Regions from separate parts of the Mus musculus genome. Here region 2 is linked to region 1. Evidence: chromatin contacts called from public Hi-C data. All regions are on one chromosome and are shown on one strand. Each heading gives the region's core, a stretch centred on a gene start, on an enhancer-like site or on the middle of the called end of the contact. The rest is flanking DNA. Distances are from core to core; before and after follow the strand shown.

Evidence for each region. Hi-C and Micro-C count contacts between places; a contact is called where the count stands out from the background.
Region 2: a contact with region 1 is called in a Hi-C map of bone marrow-derived macrophages, with 60 read pairs. The contact joins two enhancer-like sites. A contact is called at or near these places in 7 of 484 Hi-C or Micro-C datasets (ECoMG-derived neutrophils, bone marrow-derived macrophages, double positive thymocytes and 3 more) and 4 of 115 datasets of contacts at active chromatin or transcription factors (the HPC-7 cell line, embryonic fibroblasts, embryonic stem cells and 1 more).

The regions. Positions count from the first base shown.
Region 1 is chr7:144,960,777-144,967,610 of GRCm38.p6, reverse strand. No RefSeq gene overlaps it. Among named protein-coding and RNA genes, the nearest start is that of Ccnd1, 24 kb to the right of the region's middle. Within about 2 kb of position 3,475, at least 51 of the 459 cell types and tissues checked have an H3K27ac peak or open chromatin away from gene starts, as enhancers often do. A contact at or near this core is called in bone marrow-derived macrophages and pancreatic cancer cells, where this site is marked.
Region 2 is chr7:145,094,278-145,101,111 of GRCm38.p6, reverse strand. No RefSeq gene overlaps it. Among named protein-coding and RNA genes, the nearest start is that of Gm46023, 29 kb to the right of the region's middle. Within about 2 kb of position 2,496, at least 13 of the 459 cell types and tissues checked have an H3K27ac peak or open chromatin away from gene starts, as enhancers often do. A contact at or near this core is called in bone marrow-derived macrophages and pancreatic cancer cells, where this site is marked.

The DNA.
Region 1 (6,834 bases), core at 2,226-4,725:
GGACTGATGAATGTGAAGAAGGGAGGAAGAACCATTAACGTGAGGCAGATGACCTCACACAAATGTTAGGATCTGCTGCCTGCACCCCAGCACCTGCTGTTCCCTCTAAGACTGAAGGAACTCATATCAAAAGTATCCAGACACAGCTTTGGGGCTGGGTCTTGGGCAGAGTGTTTGTCTGGCATGTCTGAAGTCCTGGGTTGCATCTCTGTGCCCCATAAACCAAGTGTGGTGGTGCAGCAGGGGGAACAGGAACCCAAGGTCATCCACTGCAACATAGAGAAGTCAAGGCCAGCTACAGAAGACCTTGACTTTAAAAAAATATATTCAGATTTAAAACCAGCAACTGTACAGGTTACAGAAATCTCCTTCTCTTTTATTCTGCGATGACTCAGTGGAGTCACATCAGTTGCTTGGTATGGTGGAGTTCAGGATAGCCAGGGTCACATAGCGAGACCAAAAAGAAAAAAAAAATGTTATTCAGAAATGACTTATAATAAGCTTGCACACTAGGTATTTGGTTTTCTGGTGGTGGTGGTATGGTGGTGTCTAAGAACTCACCTCCTATGGACACCATGGGAGGAGCAGCCCCTAAGAGAGAAAAGATGTTGGGTTTTTTTGTTTGTTTGTTTTTTGCTTTTTTTTTTTAAATTTTCAACATATCAGAGTGAGATAGCCAGCAAACACTCCATCAGCAAGGCATTGTTTCCAGTCTTAAGAATAATATTCTTGCCTGGGATAGCTCACTTGCTCAAAAAGGCCCTAGGGTCCATCACCAGCACTCCAGTGATGATGATGATGAAGATGACTGTATTAGCCAGGATTCTCTAAAGTAACAGAACTTATAGAATGAACATAGATAGGTAGATAGGCAGATAGATAAATAGATAGATGATAGATAGATAGATAGATAGATAGATAGATAGATAGATAGATAGATAGATAATCTATTCAAATGACTTACAGGCAATGGTCCAGCTAATCCAGCAATGGCTGTCTACGAACAGGAAGTCCAGGAATCTAACAGTTGCTGAGTCCATGATGCTGGATGCCTCTATTGGTCTGCAGTATAAGCTGGAATCCCAAAGAAGTGTCTGTAATGAACTGAAGGAATGGACTTGCAAGCAAGGGACGGGCAAGCAAGCAAACAAAGAGCAAAAGCTTCCTTCTTTCATCTCCTTATATAGGCTCTCAGCAGAAGCTGTGGCCCAGATTAGAAGTGCATTAAAGATCTGAATTAAAGATGTGCCTTCCCACCTCAAAGATCCAGATCAGAAGTGAATCTTCCTACTTCAAATTAAGCAGAAATCCCTTGCAGTGTGCCCTCCATTTTGGAGTTTAAGTTAATTCCAGATGTAGTCAAGTTGACAACCAAGAATAGCCATGATGATGACGACAAAGCTGGGAATGTAGTTCAATTAGTAGAGTTCTTTCCAGGCATTCACGAAGACCTCAGCATTGTCACACCCCAGTGCCCCAGTCCATGTGTGTGTGCTGGAAATGTCCACTCCAGCTTCCTCCCCACCCCACGTTTACAGCCTGAAGACTGTTCCTCCCAAGATAAGCTAAAGCAGCCTTCTTGTTCACCTGTATAGAATAACCTTGCCTTCTCGTTCTTCTGTATGTGATAACCCCACCTTCTCCTTCAACCGTACAAAATAAATGCACTGAGCTTCCAGGTGCCCCAGCCTCCTCATCTGAGAGCCCTGACCAAGGGCTCCCAGGTCCCTGTGTTTGTTCTCTCTTCATACCCCTTGGTGCCTAGTGTCAGTCCCCGGGGCTATGCAAGACATGGCAGTGCCTCCCAGCACTAGGAGAGTAGAGCAAGGAGAGTTGGAAGTTCAAAGTCATCCTTGGATACATAAAAAGTTTGAAGCCAGCCTGGGGTATATGAGATCCTGTGCCATAATACTCATATAATAAGATAATGTACACAGAGTCAAAGTTCAACATCATTGAGCAGACAGGCATGTGCCAGTTCCTGGATTCAATTCCCCCAATAGAACACACATGAACTCTAGAATGGAGCGGAGACAGGGTCCTGTGCTTCTATGAGAGGAAGTCAAATACTGTAACTGATGGTGGCCATTTGTCATCTCTGGGTGGACACTCAATCACACACTCACATGACACACACCTCCACCACTCCATTCCCTGATGTCAACCCCCAGCACATGCTACACAAGGTAGATCATGATACAGCCCTGGCTTGCATGGGAGAAGCCTGGCCTGCGGCCTGGATGGGGGTTGGGGCACTGTCTGGAGAGTTCCCAACCCCTGCTGCCCATCACTAGGGGTTCCCAAACCTCACTCTCTGCTTAGGAGTCAAAGCGTTTTCTCGCTGCAGTGTGAGTCCTTTCCCCGGCCTGAAGAGTCTCACCGCCACCACAGAGAGCCCCTGGCTTCCATCCTGGACATCGGCCCTGTGCCCTGTCCCTGGATGTCATAGACCCTGTTCGACGTCCAGTCCTCTCAGCGCACCTTCTCCTTCCCACTGGGATCCTGTGCTATTTCCCTGACCCCCCAGCAGGCTGGTTCACATGCCCTCTGTGTCCCTCAGTGCCTGACCCCCAGGGAGCCCTCTGAATCATTATCTTATATCCTTGGTGGCTTCCTCACAGCTCATACTGGTCACCATGGGGGTGGCAGTGGCTGTCTGGATATTACCAGGGCTTTGGGCTGAGATTTCCCAGACTCCCTTCTTTCTGTGACCTCCTGACACAGCTATCTCTACTGCTGTGGTTCCCCCCTAGCCTCCTCCTCAGCCCCACAAGAGCATTTCCTAGCAGGCTTCAGGCCATGACACAAGGAAGGTCCATTTTAATGGCACCTACACAGGCCTGCCATCTTTGTCTTCTCGGAATAGACTTTCAGTGATGGGAGGCAGGGCCTGCCAACCCCTCTCATCCTCCGAGACACCACCAGGCTCTATTTTATGGGTCTGAAACCTTTGGCCTGATAGTTTGCTTTGTTTCAAAAAACTGCTTGCCAAACTATGTATGGGTGATTCCACATGAGAGGACCCGCCTTGCCCCTCCCTGTGGCTATCAGGCTGGGTTGGCACAAGGCCCTCCGAGACCTGGCCTCACCCAGGGTTGGGAGCTAACAGAAGTCTTACAAAAAGGCTTGATCTCCAGATGACAAGTTCACAGTTTCCTCCCAGGGCCCCTCAAAGTGGCAAAACCACAGCTGGATAGGAAAGGGATCCTGAGACTCAAAACAGTGCAGACATCTCCCTCCCTTCGTGGAGGGACCAACCAACCCTTCATGGAGGAACCCAACCAACAATGGTGCAAGGCCCAAACAACCTGAGAAAGACTCTGGCTTCCCCAGCAGCTGCTCAGGAAATGAATTTTAACCTGCAGGGTTCCTTGTGTCTCTAGTAAGTTTTCAGCTGATAGGAGTTCTCACAGTCCCAGCCTCTTTTCCCCCTCATTTCCTATGAAGAGCTTGTTGAAACTGGAACACTGAAGAGCTGAGTCAAATTCTCAAGTTAGCTCTGGATATTCAAAGGGCATGTTCAAGTTCTTCGCATGACCCAAGACTGAATCATCCTCACTTTGGCCTCTGCCCAGTACAGTAAACTTGCATACTGTGAAATTTAAAAAAAAAAATTCTGTAACAAGTTCTACATGCTAGAGAGATTTTAGCTGACCAGTGAGATATTTAAGGATCTGTAATATATAAAGAGCTCTTGAAAAGCATGACAAAAGGTTATGTTATAACAATATATTATGTAATAATATATTGAAAAATAATATATTAACTTATACACACACTCACACATACACACACACACACACACACATATATGGAGAGAGAGAGCAACTTCAGCACTAATTAAAGAACACAAATTGAAATGTCCCAAGGACTTTTGCTTTTGGTTTTGATTTATCTATCAGATTGGCAAAGACATAAAAAGTTGGCATCATTGGTATCACTGATGGCTAGCAAGAACTTATATGGGCTCAGCAGGAGGGGTGGAGACCAGGTGGATAGGCTGATCAGAGTCTAAATCTCAGACCCTCTGTGATAACAGTTACTTACAAAGAGATAAGCTCATAAAAAAACAAAATGAACAAGGGCGTAAAGGAAGAAAGGATGGGTATTTATCCCCACACTCTTCCTAACAGTAAAGTTTAAAGCTGGGTGTGGTGGCACACACCTGCAGTCCCAGCCATTGGTAGATTGAGGAAGGGGAATCAGGGGTTCAAAGCCAGCCTCTGCTACAGAGTTCAAAGAAGATTTGGAGTGTGTCTGTGTGTGTGTTTGTGTGTGTGTCTGTGTGTGTGTGTGTGTATGTGTGTGTGTGTGTGTGTGTGAGAGAGAGAGAGAGAGAGAGAGAGAGAGAGAGAGAAAGAGAGAGAATGTGAGGGGATTAAAAACACCTTCGTTGCCCTCCAAGCCCAGAGGGATCCACAGACACTGCTTTAAATAGTTCTCATTTCCCGTTCAAAGCTCTTTCAGGCATAGATGAGACAAAAGAATATTTTTTTATTTTATTTATGGGGAGGGGGTTGGACCATGTGCTGTGATGTGTGGCGGTCAGAGGGCAAGTTGTGTGGGCTGATTCTCTCCTTCCACCATGTGGATTCCAGGGATAGAATGTGGGGTCTTAGGTTAGGTGGCAAACACCTTTACCAGTTGAGCCATCTCCCCTATCCTGGCAAAAAAGTAAGATAATTTTATAAACAAAGTGCAACATTGATCTCCAAACTTGACAAAAACTTTAGATAAATTGTTCAATGATTTATCTTATTTGTGATTGTGTATACGAGTGTATGGGTGTGTGCACATGAGCAGAGGTGCCCTCAGAGACCAGAGTGTGGGATCCCCTGGAGCTGGTGTTTCAGGCAATTGTGAGTGGCCAGAATTGTACGTCAGAACCCAACTCCCGTCCTTTGGAAGAACAGCAAGCACTCTTAAATACTGCTGACTTATCTGCAGCCCAAGACATATCTCTTTTTTCTGAATCTCAAAAGAGAAATTCAAATAAAATATAAGCAGGTTGAATTAAGATGCCCAGGAAAACTGAGCAGGCTTCAAAGCACCAAGGAGCTTGTGACTCGAGTGCACCAAAGGTTTGCTCCAGGATGGTCAAAGTTTCGATAATGGGGATAGCATTTCGCAGAATCCCTGGGAGACCAATGAAGAGACAGAGATGACTCTGAGGTAACCACCCAGCCTCATGCATACTATGTTAAAGGTTGAAATGTTGGCCGGGCGTGGTGGCGCATGCCTTTAATCCCAGCACTCGGGAGGCAGAGGCAGGCGGATTTCTGAGTTCGAGGCCGGCCTGGTCTACAAAGTGAGGTCCAGGACAGCCAGGGCTATACAGAGAAACCCTATCTTGAAAAACCAAAAAAAAAAAAAAAGGTTGAAATGTCAAAGGTGCCACCCCTGAAGTAGCAACAAGCCTTGACACCACTGTCATCCACCTCCATTAGAGGTGGTAGCAAATGCAATCAGACAAGACCAAGAAAGAAGATAAGACCTGGTGTGTGGGGCCATGTAGTGATGGCTCTGTAAGAGTTCTGGCTGCTCTTACAGAGGATCCAGGTTCGTTCAGTTCCCAGCACCCACATGGTAGCTCACATCTGCCTGTAGCTCCAGCCCTCAGGGAACTGACGCCCTCTTCTGACCTTTGAGGCACTGTGTTCAAGTGCACAAGGCCTCACACACAGACTCACCATTTTAAAAATTTAAAAGATTAGTACCATGGGACTGTCTCTGACCTGCCAGCTCCTGAATAATGAATGGCACAGAGACTTATATTTATTCAGGTAGCTCCAGCCTTAGCTCCAGCCATTTCCTTGACTTGCTCATATAATCTAATTAACCCGTTTATTGTAATCTAAACTCTGCCATGTGCGTCGCTTGCCATGTGTGTTGCTTTCCTCTGTCTCTGGCTGGGGAATCTCCCGTCTCTGACTCTTTCCCCAGAGTTTCTCTCTCTGTCTGGATGTCTCACCTTTCCTCTCCTACCCTGCCATAGGCCATTCTGTTCTTTATTAAAGCAATCAGAAGGTGATGAGAAGAATGTTTACAAAACACTGAGACAGGAGGTCTTCATAAAAATAACAATACCAAAGTCTGTAGTCATCTTTCTTCAGGTACAGAAATCAGCACTTTATACAGGGCACAGGAGATTATATCAACCAACTGGGGCTGGTGAGATGGTTTACAGGGTAAAGACATCTGCCACTAAGCCTGATGAAATCTCTAGGATCTCATGGTAAAGGGAAAAAATCAATTCCAGCAAGTTGTCTGCAGACCTCTACAAGTGTGGCTCACCACACCAGGGCAGGCAGTAGCAGTAGACCCCTCTAACCCCAGCACTGGGAAGGCAGAGGAGGCAGACCCCTGTGAGTCTGAGGTCATCCTGGGCTACAGAGTGAGCTTCAGGCCAGCCAGAGTGACATAGTGAGCCTTTATCTGAAAGTAAGTCAATGGAATGGAAGTCTGGGAGGAGGACAGGGGATGGGGATGAAATAATTGTCTACAAGTGACAGGACACCCCAGCAGCCTGTGGGAAATCTAGGAGAAGCCTGCATTACAAAATCAATAGTGTTCATACCCTCGCACAGGTCCGCATGAATATGCACCATCAGAAGCGAGATTGGAAAATCGCACCCTGATACTTAATTTGTTTCAAAACTAGATAAAATACTAAGAATAAGGATAAAGGGAGTATAAAGGTTCTTTTTTCATTTTGTGCACACACACACACATGCCTATGTGCATGTGGAGGCCAGAGGTTGACATCAGGTACTTCCTCAATAATCTGCCACCTTATTTCTCAACAGCTTCTCTAGTGGCCCCTGGAGCTCACTG
Region 2 (6,834 bases), core at 1,247-3,746, 130 kb before region 1:
GAGTAGGAGTTTACCAGGTACTGACCATGAGTACTAACAGTGCCCACTCATTTCCATCTCTACAGCAGACTTCTCAGCCCATGCTTCCTCCGTTTCTATGTAGACCAGCTCTACCCTTGCCTCTTCCAGGAAGATTCTCATCAACTCCATCACACTCTTTCCTCTTGCCCTAGCATACTGACCAGACCTCACCTGGGACCCTCACGCCCCCACCATGAGCTTTATATAATGTCAGCTACTTTTCAGAGTGGTGCATAATCTTGACTCTCTCACAGTGGCTCTGGAATGTGTGGACCTACTATTTAAGAGCAAGAACAGCCTTCTGGGGTGTGGTCTGATCTTCCCACTGGGGTGGCATAGTTCCTACCTGGACCAACTCATGCTGTGGAGAAATGAGGCAAAGAGAGGACAAGGCTGGGGGTCAGGTGGATGTGTGGGTGAATGAGTAGACATTTGCTGTGTGGACAGATGAGTCAATAAGGAGGTATGTGTTGGTTGTTTGGATGGACGAATGAATGGGTGAATGGAAGATGGGATATTGATGGATGGGTGGATGCTAATTGGTTGGACAGGTAAATGATAGAAGGGAGGATGGTTGAGTGGGTGGATGGGTAGATGTTGATTGGATAGATGGAAGGGCGGCCAGATGTTGGTTGGATGGAGGGATAGATGCACATATAGGTGGGGAATGGGTAGACTCAGGGGTGTGCGAATATGTAGTTAGATGGACCAGGTAGAGTGTGGATGCATGGGGGACAGATAGCATGGGTAACTATTGGATGGATGGACAAAGGATGGTGAACAAAAAAGGCTAAGGGGACACATGGCTGACGAGTAGACAGATGATGAGAGAATGACCAGCAGGTAATTAACCAGAACATTAAATAAGAGGTTCAGAATCTGGAGTTGGGGCACTGTATTGGCCCACTCAAATGAAGTCAGTCACCCATCAATGATTCCAAGTGTGTGTCTGTCAGAAATTGTGTGAGGTCCTGGGGCCACCTCTAAGAACCAGGCACCGTCCATGTCCCCCTGGGGCTTGGGCTGTAGCTAAAAAGCTGAATAATGTACAGAAACGCAACGGTGCATTCAAAGGGACACTGCTTGCAGGTCTGATGGAGCCGCCAGGCTGGGATGCTTCAGTTACAGGAGATGGGGAGTGGCTTTGCCTTAGTTAACAGTAAAGCCTGAATGAGAGGCAGCCAGCTACATGAAAGTCTGGGGAACACACAAGAACGACAGACACGGAGGCCCTGAGGCGGGGACGAAGTTGGGCTTACTCACTTTAAAAGGCTTTATTGCACCTCAGACAGAATCAGAGTAGGGAGTTGAAGTCTGAGATGACAGTCAGATATGGGACAGGGACTCAGGGCTTCATAGGCCATTTAAGACACAGATCGGTCTCACTGGGAGGTAGAGAACTCGGGGCTGACTTGTGGCTTGGCTGTGGTGGGACCAGGAGAGAAGGGCAGCGATTCCCCAGTGTTTGAGCAGCTGGAAGAACAGTCATTCCTAGGGATGGAGGAGACAGGCTTGGGAAGCAGGTGACTCAGCCTGGATAAGGAGCCAGCAGGCTCTGGATCTGAGCCCAGGTCTGGAACCCCAGTCCTTTAGTCCCCCAGATTGTCTTGGTTAGTCTCTTCACTTCTAAGATCTCTGCACCTTCACCGGAAGGTGAAGCTTTGGGTTGCAGTGGCCCGGTGCTCCTTTCTTTAGTGGCATCCATACCCGCACATCGAACTTCCGTAATAAACTTCCAGTCAGAAAGACTGCTGTTGCTATGGTAATAGCACTGTTGATTGATGTGGATATGAGGCTTATTTTTAATGGTGAGAGAAGTAGGAGTGTGTGAGTTGTGTCGGTATGACAGTGATGATGGGTGGTGACAGTTAACGTAGTGGTGGATCTGACAGAGGAGGTGTTGGCGGTCCCGGGTATGGTGATAGCGCCCTTTGGATGGTGACAGTGATGAGGGGATGGTGATGATGCTGGTGCTGTTGGTAGTAGTAATGGCAGTGATTAATAGTGGTATGGATGATGGTGATGGTTTTGGTGGTGATGCTGCTGATGGTGGTAGTGGTGATGACAGTATCGGTGGTGGTGGTGGCAGTGGCAGATGTCAGTAACTGAGACAGATATGCACAGTGACACCTCACACGTGACATGAGGGTGAAGTAGTGAAAGGCAACCTGAGGTTGGGTTCAGAGTCATGATCCCTTTCTGCTCTACCTAGGAACCTGCTTGCTCTCGTCTACGTCTCTCCAAAGCTGCAGTATCTGAGTGTGCTCTCCCTTCTGGACACACCGAGGATCACAGTTACTGAAACTTGGAGTCTCTGGAATTGATCTAGGACTTGAAGGTCTTTGCTTCCCATGGCCACCGTGGCATCTGTGATCTTTGGTGGCGCTGGCTCTGACCTTCCTCCATGACAACATCTTCTTTGAAGAACCGTGTGCCTTTTTCAGTTCTCATAGTGTGGTTTGGAGGGACTGGCAGTGTGAGGACTCTTCTCTGACCACAGTCACAGTGGGGTAGGCATGTGACACAAGCTGACCAAGAGTCTCCCTGTGACTTTTCCTACCCAGCCAGCAGGGGGAGCTGTCACTTGGCTCAAGAGACAAGGGTGACAACTGTCACCTTTCTTATCCCGAAGGGTGCCTGTCTGCAACTGAGGACACCAAGAGAAGCAGAGACACAAACAATGAAGGAAGCTGTGGAGACAGAGGTAGTGTGGACGAAGACGGTCAAGGAATGGTTGCAGAGAGAAGTCAGTGGCTGTGTTTGAGCACCTAGATCCAGCTGTGCCTGAAGATGACAGGATACATCCATCCTGAAGCTCTGAGTCTTAGGAGCCACATGACAGTCTCTGGTAGTGAGCTGAGTCCATGTGTTTTGCATCAGTTCCCAGTGGCTGACCTCCTCCAGCTCCTAAGACCCCAGAACCTTCCTAAGAAAACAAACTTATGACAGGGCTAAATTCTCAGTTTGGGGACAAAAGATTCCTGTCTAGTCAGACCCAAATATGGCTCCTTTGCATCTTCTTTGCTAGGAACAGACTGGGACTGACCCAGCTCCAGCCAATGCTACCCAACCCCCACCATGGACACCACAGCAGCAGCCCTGCTAGGATAGCTTCTTTTCATTTTACAAAATCTCACAACTAGTTAAACCAATACAGGATGGCAGGGGCAGGAGAAAGATGTCACCTGATGGCTATCCTGATGTCAGAGAGAAACCCAAGAGACCCAGCAACCTACTCCTCAGACTTCTTGAGGTGCATGCCTTCTGTTTCCTGCCCGTGAAATGATAACTTAGGGCTTTGTTGGCCACCAATACATTCTAGAACCTTCCTGGATGAGTGTGGTGGCTGCTTCCGTGTTGCCCATAGCTTGATGTGCCCCAAGCTGTATCTGTAGGCCATTCCCTACTTCCTGTTATGAGATACAACCCAGGAGAACTGTGCCAGGAATACCTCAGAGTTGTGACACATTCAAATTTGAGAATGATCAGAGAAGAAACACTGTACTTATTTTTGACATTGTGCACAGGTGACTTGCTGCACTGTGTGTGTGTGTGTGTGTGTGTGTGTGTGTGTGTGTGTGTGTGTGTGTGTAGGGGGGTGGCTATCACGGAGGCAAGGACTACAGACATTATACGAGCTCTGCATTTTCATGCTCTCTGAGACATTGTGAGCCACCTGGGTAGATGGTGACAAGGCCCATATTGGTGACAACACAGATTTTATGTATTTCTAAAGAAATCAGGAGGCTGGAGGGATGGCCCAGCTGTAAAACTACTTGCTGCTTTTGTAGATGACCCGAGTTCAGTTCTCAACATTGACCTTCAGTGGTTCACAACCACCTGTAACTCCTGATGCAGAAGATCTGATGCCTCCTTCTGGACTCTGAAGATACCTACACACACACACACACACACACACACACACACACACACACACACACACAATCTTTGAAAAAGAAGAAATGGAGATGGGAGGCAGCTGAGGAAAGGCAGGTGGCTTCGTTAAGGTGGCCAGCCATGTGGCTTGCCAGGGACTTTCCTGATTGGTTTTGTCATTGAAAGTCCCCATGGTGGGAACTATTGCTTGGGAAAACCAGGACAGTGGGTCACCCACTGCCCTACCTTCCGGGGCATGTCCCCCAAGGGCTGTGTCACCTCTGGCACGTCCTGTGCCTACTTCTAGGACATTTGCTTCCAGGCTGCCTCCCACACTGGCTTCTGGGAAAGTGTTTGCCTAGCAGAGCCCAGTCTGACACCCTCAGGCTTAGCCTGTAGCTCCCAAGGGCTGGCAGCACACTCTGGCCCCAGGTCCCCCATGTCCTGGAAAGAAGGGGAACCAGAACCCATTCCCACGAGCTGGCTCTTCTGTGACCACCTGGGGAGACTGGGAAGAAGTATTGGGAGATACTGGAGGCTACACCTTCCCGTCCCTTGCTGCAAAAGAGGAAACTGAGGCACAAGGCAGGGAGTGTCATGCCCAGCATGTGGCTCTGAGGAACTGGAATTCCTGTCACCCTGATCCATATATCCCCCTCCCCATGCTGTACATGGGGACAACAGTAGACTACCTCAGGAAAAACCCCAGCCACTATGCTGCTGGTTTCTTAGGCCTGTGTCAGTCCAACCAGTGGCTATAGAGCCTTTGGCTCCTTTGAAAAACCAAGGCATGTGAGGCCTCAGCCAGTTCACCCTGATTAAACAGAGGAGACCTAGCTGGTTCAGGGAACAGGTGTAGCCAGCCCAGCCTCCACATGGGGTTAGATAGACTCCCCATGGTGTCTTTCCATCCTCCATCTCTCCTTGTCCCTGTGGCTTTAAGAGGGAGAGCATAACCCAAAAGGTCAAAAGCTGCCCTCCTGGAGGAAGAGGCTTGTCTCTATGCAAAGGACCCAGGCGGCACCAGTATGAGCACCACAGCAAGAGACTGCATGCATCTCAGTGCCATGGTGATCTGGGTTTTATCAAGATCATCTGTAGCTATCTCTCTTTTGAAGAGAAGGTTGTTTGTTTTTTTGTTTTTTGTTTTTTTTTTTGCCTTTTCAAGTTTTTATTTTTTTAATCTTTACTTTTCCCGTGTGTGTGTGTGTGTGTGTGTGTGTGTGTGTGTGTGTGCACGTGTGCACATGTGTGCATGCTTATATGTCCATGGGCATGCATGTGGAAGCCTGAGAATGAGGTAGGGAGTCATCCTCCATCGTCCTTCCATCTCATTCATGCAAGCAGACTCTTTTGACCAGCATTCACATCAGGTTTGGGGGATCTGAACTCAGATCCTCACACTTAACTGCTAAGCCATCTTGCTAACCTTCCTCTTCATTTTCAAGCAGCTTTGTTGCACTGAAAGTAGCACATCCAAATCACAGGCTTCCCCAGCCTATGCTGTCCTCTGGGCCAAGGGGCTGCTCCAACACCATCTTTTAATTGTTTAGTTATTTATTGTTTAGTTATTTATTTGCAAACACAGAGATGGCTCAACATTCCATGACATAGAGAGAGCACATGTTTTAGGAGTCATGCACCAACTCTCAGGTCCTGGGAACAGGAGCTGAAGGCGCTTGGGCTTTTCTGTAGGCCAGAATTCCCATACCCGTGTGAGGAAGAGCTCAAGGCTGATCACTGTCATGCTTCGTTGCAGCTCTGTGCCTTGTCCACTACACCCCGTGTCACAGAGTAAACCTGAGGCTCGAGGAGCCAAGCGTCCTGTCCCAGCTTCAGGTGCCATGAGTCTTACACTGGTTTAGCTCATGGGAAGTGCCGGGTACCACATGGCAGCCAGGTAAGCCCTGGCCAACAGGGACTGTGCCAGGCCCTGGCATCTTTCAGGACTTCTGCTTTGGTTTGCCTCCTGGAAAGTTTCTAGGTCCCCCTCCAGTGTGTGGAGGTTCCCTTGGTATCTTCCAGTGACCCCAGGTCGTACAGATGGGGAACCCCAAGTCAGACCAGAGCTCATAGCTCCTGCTTTGTTCCTCTCCTTCACTTCCCTGCCCACCTTCTCATATATAGGGTATACTCAACTTTAGGGTGACTCCCGAAGGGTATGACTGTGTCTGAACCTCAGAACCTATGGATGAGACTTTGAGTGGAAAATCATGTTTTTGCAGATGTGGTTAGGTGAAGGATCTAGAGGTAAGGTTGCTGAACTCACCATGTAGGCTCCAGTCCTCCAGCAACTAACTACCTTTATGAGAGAAGCAGAGGGGCTTACATACAGTAGAGGGGATGTCAGATGACACAGGGTCCAGGGTGACACTGCTCCCAATCAGGTCTGTCTGGAGTGCCTAAGAGCTTAAAGAGGCAGAAGGATTGCTATGGAGCCTCCCAAGGGAGCATGGCATACCACACCATGACTCTGGCTTTCTGTCTGAAACCCCCAAAGGGTCAAGTCTTTTATCCAAGGCCACCCAGTCTGTGATCATCTGAAGCTACAGGAATGTAAGAGCAAAGTACTTCAATCCGGTGAGAGACAGCAAGATCCTAGGCTCTGCTCTAGGGCGGCCAACCCCACTCCTGTGCCCTGTACACACAATGGCTCACTTGGTTGCTGTACTGTTTCTCCCAGGGTACCCGTGAGTTAGTTCAGAGCCAGTGGGGTGCTTACAATGATGCTCCCTGGGATCCCGTCTGCATGCAGCAGCCTCTACCGGGCTCATGGAGGTCTCTTTACTGCACACCTTGCACCACGAGCCTTGGAGATTGAGATCTTGGTGCTTTATGTACGATGCAACATGACACAGAGAGGCAGACCAGGGCAGGTCCTGGCCATTTGCCAGCATCCCTTCACAGCAGCTCTGTTCTGAAAACCACACCCCATCC